2 separate regions of the Mus musculus genome follow, and region 2 is linked to region 1. Evidence: chromatin contacts called from public HiChIP or PLAC-seq data. All regions are on one chromosome and are shown on one strand. The core of a region is the stretch at or near the end of the contact, and the rest is flanking DNA. Distances in the headings are between cores, read along the strand shown. Region 1 has its middle 30 kb from the start of Gm26685. Region 2 has its middle 23 kb from the start of 4930568G15Rik.

What was found. HiChIP or PLAC-seq counts read pairs in DNA pulled down with a chosen protein or histone mark.
Region 2: an H3K27ac HiChIP or PLAC-seq map of extraembryonic endoderm stem cells shows a contact between it and region 1. The contact joins two enhancer-like sites. A contact is called at or near these places in 1 of 15 datasets of contacts at CTCF or cohesin (large pre-B cells), 3 of 115 datasets of contacts at active chromatin or transcription factors (embryonic basal ganglia, extraembryonic endoderm stem cells and trophoblast stem cells) and 1 of 9 other capture datasets (embryonic stem cells).

Annotation. Positions count from the first base shown.
Region 1 is chr1:164,531,208-164,534,443 of GRCm38.p6, reverse strand. No RefSeq gene overlaps it. Among named protein-coding and RNA genes, the nearest start is that of Gm26685, 30 kb to the right of the region's middle. Within about 2 kb of position 1,698, at least 12 of the 459 cell types and tissues checked have an H3K27ac peak or open chromatin away from gene starts, as enhancers often do. A contact at or near this core is called in extraembryonic endoderm stem cells, where this site is marked.
Region 2 is chr1:165,112,982-165,116,217 of GRCm38.p6, reverse strand. No RefSeq gene overlaps it. Among named protein-coding and RNA genes, the nearest start is that of 4930568G15Rik, 23 kb to the right of the region's middle. Within about 2 kb of position 1,552, at least 49 of the 459 cell types and tissues checked have an H3K27ac peak or open chromatin away from gene starts, as enhancers often do. A contact at or near this core is called in extraembryonic endoderm stem cells, where this site is marked.

The sequences.
Region 1 (3,236 bases), core at 449-2,948:
TCTCCAGCACCATGTGTGCTTGCATGCCACCATCTTTCCTGCCATGACTATAACGGACCTCTGAACCTGTCAGCTGGCCCCAGCTAAACATTTTTTCCTTTATAGGAGTTGCCATGGTCAAGTTGTCTCTTCACAGCAATAAAACCTTAAGACAGCAGACAGTCCATACCCAGGTACTCTGCAACAATAGTGAGAACAAGTGCTCTTAACCACTGAGCATCTCTCCAGCCACAATAGAAAGGTTTTTAAAAACAGAGACTCATATAGTTCAGGCTAACCTCAAACTTCCAGTGGAGCCGAGATAAGATAAGGTGACTTTGAACTCTTGATCTCTTTTCACCTCCCAGGTCCTGGGGATAGCTAGTAATCTGTCACATGGCTTTATGGAAAAACAAAACAAAACAAAAACCCTCTCTCTGCAAGATACAATGGTAATTGCCTAGAAAACTTATTTTCTTTCTAAAGAACTTGAAATGGAGAACATAAAGAAAAGCAGCCTGTTGTTCACAGGTAAAGGTAGAAATGTTATTATTGTGTGTTCTTCACATCTTTTACACTTGCCTCCTGTTAGCACCCCAGTTGGTCAGTATTTACCCACTGAGTATGGTTCAGTGGAGACAGATTCTCTCAGAGGTCTGCAACTGAAAGAAAATGAGATTTTGTATCTTGTGATTCATGTAAAAGAGTTGTCTATGAGCCTCCGGCCTGGGGCCGAGAACAAAGCAGAACAGACAGGGCTGTTGTTAAGACATTCCTAAGAATGGCTTGATTGTACAAGCAGGGCTATCTTGTCTGGGTCAACACCACCTGGCCGGAACCTCCCCTCTGTCTACTGCCCCTTGATGCCGGGTAAAGTCATACATCAACTGGTTGCTATGTGAACAAAGATAAGCCCCCAGCCCACAGGAACAAAGTCCTGATGCCCTGTAATCTTTCTGTTAATGTTTGAATAAACCAATAGTGTGTCGCTATGCTGAATTCCACACCCCTAAGCCCCTTACCCCATAAAACCCCCTAGCTTTCAAGCCTCGGGGCCGACATGCATTATCTCCTGTGTGGGATGCATGTCGGTCCGGAGCTCCGTCATTAAACGTCCTCATGTAGTTACATCAAGAGATGGTCCTTCGTGATTTTTTTGGGTGCACGCCGAATTGGGAATTGGGTGGGGGTTTCCCCACTAGGTCTAACACAACATCCTCCCCCCCCCCAAAAAAACAACACTTTTCCAGGCCTACATAGTCATGTGTGAATTATAAATTCAGAAATGGACAGCTTGTCTCTATACTAAACTATGAACTACCAGGTGGAGTGACTTGATCCCTGGGGATTATCTGATGGTAAGCAAATGGGATTTTATAAAGGATCAGTCAAAGTGGCAGTCCGCAGGGACTGTTGGCTAGAAGGACCTCGGCTATGGCAGTCCATGGAACTCTCATGTCACCTCTCCTCTTGCCTCTCCACAAGGAGAAAGCCCTAAGTATTAAGAACAAGCATCTCAAGGGAGCTAGGTAGGATGGTACCCTAGTTTTCAACAGAGTTTTGTTTCTGCTCTAGTTCCACATGTGCTCAGTTTCAAAGAAAGGGTTATAGTCTCCGCCCCTCAATGAGTCAAGATCACATTGCAAAAACAAAAGGTATTGTTGGGGCTATATCTGGAAACTACCATTGTTTAGTCAACAATTTACCCCTCTTCCTTGATAAATACTTGCCTCTAGGACCACCAAATCTCACTCTATCACGACATTAGGCCATTGTTTAAACCAAGCACTTCAAATATAGCAATTTGAGTACCATTCCTCCACTATAAAGAGTAAGCTAAAGTTACTGAACACACCCTCACCCCCATCCCCACCTCCTACCTTCCACCCCCAACCCCCAGTGATATAATAGTTCAACATAACTATGACAGACACTCCTGTTCATAAAGGAAGGACGCATGAGGTGCATAGCAGTCACAGGTCCAGACATCTTTCTGAAACCCAGAGGGGCACAAACTGCCTGCCCGGTGTTCACTAAGGCTCTTGGGTCTGCTGCTCGTTCTGAACCTCTTGGCACTGCCCACAGAGTACTTGGCTCTGCCACAGAGTAATTTTTTCAGCCAGCTCATTACATGTATCGAGGAATCCAAATGTCCCATTTCATTTGTGCTGGTTGTGAGCCTTTTGGTGTAAGCTGATACAATCCCTTTGAAAGCTTTGTGAACACTTGGGGTTATCCATTTATAATTTATTCGGTGAGACTTTTAAAAACCAGACCACGAATTTCCTTGTGACTGGCTTTGCTTTCTCAGCTTTGGGGTCCCTGTGATATTTCATGAGGCAATAATATCTTTATTGCTCTTTTTGCTTTTTTTTTCTTTTAACTACACTTATTTGTTTGTTTGAGGTGGGTGCACTTGTGTCAGAGGACAGCTAATGAGGATCTTTTCTCTCCTGCCATGCAGGGCCTAGGGCTACACAAAGTCATCAGGCTTAGTGGGAAGTGCCTGCACCTGCTGAGCCATCTTACAGCACCCCGCCCTAGCTCTTTCTTTTTCTTTTCTCTTGAGAAAGAGTCTTCCCACAGAGTCTTCAGGGTGACTGTGACCTCATGACACTCCTTCCTCAGCCTCATAAACCCTGTAATTAACCATAGCCACTGACTTCATACATCTTTAGAAGCCCTATTGCCAAACAAAAGAGATCAGATGTTACCAGCTTTTCTGGGGCATCTTAGAAAATAGTGGGGTGAGGGTGCTAAACCTATTCTTTTTTTTTTTAATTTATTTATTTATTATATGTAAGTACACTGTAGTTGTCTTTAGACACACCAGAAGAGGGCATCAGATCTCATCACGGATGGTTGTGAGCCACCATGTGGTTGCTGGGATTTGAACTCAGGACCTTCGGAAGAGCAGTCAGTTCTCTTACCCACTGAGCCATCTCTCCAGCCCGCTAAACCTATTCTTGCTCTAAGTCAAAAGCTATCACCGAAGGCTGGACCCTTCCCTCTGTTTGAAAAACTCAAAGGCGAACTGTCTTTAGAAAAAAAGGTTCACTAAGGCTGAACCACGGGGCTCCAAGATCATTAAACTCAAGTTGGGAACTCAGGAAGATGGTCAAGCAAACAAGAGGGCGGTTGCTAGTGACAACATATTTAGACAACTAACAATTGCAAATATTGGGGCTGTCAAATTGAGAGACAGATAGACAGGAGGGGGGAGGAGGGGGAGGAAGGAGAGAGAGAGAGAGAGGTGC
Region 2 (3,236 bases), core at 303-2,802, 580 kb before region 1:
ACTGAACTTGAGACTTCTGCAAGAGCAGCCAGTGTTCTTAACTGCTGAGCTATCTCTCCAGTCTTGATGCTGACGATGATGCTGATGATGGTGATGATTGTGGTGGTGGTGATGATGGTGATGCTGATGCTGATGACAACAACAATGAGGATAACACAACAATATGAAGTTGGAAATAGAAGGGTCTGGGGTTCCTGGAAGAATTGGAAGGAGGTAGTGTGATGTGGGTTTGACGAAAATATACTGTATGTGTATATGGAATTTATAATGAATAAATAAAATATTAAAAATCAAACAACAGGAGAGTTGTAACATTTGTTATTGGCTTGGCAGTTGCTTTGCAGTAACATTTCAGAATGATGACCCCAATTTAACCTGTGACAAGTGCTAAATGAATGCTCCCCCTTTGCCCAGGAGTGCCCACTGCTTTACCATTGTTCCAAAGGCACCATTCTGCTCTCTGAGAATCTTAGGAGTGGCTGTGAAAACCACGGCTTTCCTGTCCCTCTGCAGTAGCTTACTGTCAGGCCAGGCATATCTAGTGGAGTCCCAGACATGAACCTATGCAGCCTCCCCCCCCCCCCCGGTCCCCCCCACTGTCTTGTGCATCTTTTGGCCTCCACTTCAATCACAGGGGAAGTTGTATTTATAGCCAGAGAAAAGGAAATAGAGGTCATAGGTGGTCCAATTGGTGGCTGACTGAGTCACTGGCCTCTCCCAAGTTTCTTGAAGACAGATCAGGGGAGGGGGCTGGTGAGCTGGTGGCAGCTGTAGGGACTTTGCCTTGAAGCTGCACCGTGACCCACACAGAACGCAGTGTGTGCTCCTGCTATAAGTGCTTTGAGAGGAAAGGAAAGGACACTGGACTCCAGACCTAAGGGAATGCGCTAGAGAGATGGGCACACGTGAGGACAGACCTCTGAAATCGCAGGTATAACGGACAAAGGCTTCGGGAATCTCGTTTGGATTCAGATATTCATCCTGCATAGCGAAGCAGACTCAAGATTAGAGAACTAACTTCCCCTACCTCTCTTCTGATATCACTCTCCTATTATTTAAGTATTCTCCAGCCAAACTAAAAAGGATCTAACACACACCCCCTTTGCGCCAGAACGGAGAGTGGAACCCGCGGCGTCTGGAGAGCGGAGCCCACAGCATCTGGCTTCCCTCAAACCCGGTGAGAAGGCGTGGTATGCCCTGCTGGGGAAATGTGTAGATATGCCTTTAGAGTTTAACTGGATGACGGAGGTTCCACAAAGCAAGCAGAAGATAAGTGGGCTTTTGGCAAAGATAACGTTCAAGCGCCCTCTTCTGGGAGAGATTAAGAGTATTTTTAAATAGCAGGATCACTGCCCAGGGGAATATAAGAAACCAACACCATTTTCTACCCTTTAAAACAATGTAATTGATTTGTGAGCTCAAGGAAGCCATGGAAGAGCATATTGGAACCGTCTGCGCTTGGGATTTGGGAATGTGTGTCACTGCCACGTCCCTACCAGAATGAGGGACATATAGCAGCTGGATGCTACTGTAGTCAGATGTAACCAGGTTTTCCTTTTAGCTTAAGGGATGGTCTAGCTGAGACAGACTACTCATTCGGTCCTTAGGCTTGGCTTTCCCACGCTCAGTTTCTAATCTATGCCTTGGCCGGGAGTGTGGGGACTTTGGGGGTGTAATAATCCAGCAGCTGAGACAAATCTCAGAGGGAATCCAGTCACTGATGGCTGGACAGAAATTTGAAAATCATCTAGAAACAAGGAGGATGAAGTTAAATGTCATGGTTCTGGGGGGAAAAAACCAACTGTCTAAATATAGATTAGAACCTTTCACAGGAAAAGCTGTGAGGATAAGGAGATACAGGAGAACAAAAGGGAGGACTCGTTTTTCTAGCGTCCAGACTCAGTGCAAAGACATTGCCTGTGTGGGCCTGGCAGACCCCTGGGCGCCCCCCACTCCCAGGGAAGACATGGAGAATGAGGGCTGTGCTCGGAGCAGGCTTCTGGGACTCACAGGAGACTGGAAAGCAGGCAGGAGGTGATAATACACCGTGGCTCATGGCTCGCCTTACAGAGTAGAGAGAGTAAGGGATGTGAGCAGAGATTTCAGGAGACAGCGAAGCCCGAGCCCTGAGCTTTAAGTGGCATCTTGGGCTGGAGTCTTTGATCTCACTGTTCTCCAGTCTTCCCTGCCAGCTCAGAGGAGCTCCATTCTCGCAGGCCCCTCTGCACTTCCTACAAAAACACCAGCCTGCCGCTTGATTGCCTCCTTTCCAGTCTCAGCTGCATTTCTTCACAGCTCCAGTTACCGAGTGAATAGCGGTGTTCCTTGTTTCCAGGCAGTGTTTGCATCAGGGTGATTTGGTGTGCGATGCTGGGCTGTGGAGTCTGAGTGCCTGGGCAAAGTTTGGGTCCGGTTTCCTTCTAGCGTCAGACTATAGGCATGCTTGTTTACTAACCGCTTTGAACTCTTTTGTTTTCGGTTTTTCGAGACAAGGTCTCACTTTGCAGCTCTGGCTGGCCTGGAACTCATTGTGTAGACTAGGCTGTCATTGAACTCGCGGAGATCCACTTGCCTCTGCCTCTTGAGAGCCAGGATTAAAGGTGTGTGTCACTATGCCAGCCTTTCTCTGAGTTCTAATAATTACCCAACCTAGAAACTGACAGCTGATACCTACTACCTGTGGGTGTTAAATGAGTTAAGTACTGCAAAGGTTTATAAGGATGCTTATGTAAGACACTTAAAATCACTTCCCATGGTATATTTTATTTTAAATTTATATTTATTTTATTTGTATATATATATATTTATTTATAAAACAAATATATTTATACATATAAATATATTTATTTAAAATTATTTACCTTTTTGCATTTACCTATTTAAACATTTTTTGAGATTATAATTACATTATAGCTCCACTGTCCATTTGTCTGGTTTAGAGTCACCTAGGAGACACATTGAGCCCTTGAGCTGTGGCCAAGCTGAACCCGAACCTATCCTTTATGAGTTGTTCTTGTCACAACAATGGGGAAAAAATCACTGAGAATTGGTGTTTGGTGACAGCCATGTTGGCTCCCACAGGTCCTAGTAAAGTGGACATAAGGCACTGTGATTATTTATAATTATGGGATAGAAGTCAACTATCTTTTTAATTTCTTTGAGACAAGGTTTCCCACTGTAGCCCAGGCTAGCCTTAAATTTGCATCGCTCTTCCTATCTCAGCCTCCCTGGGATTA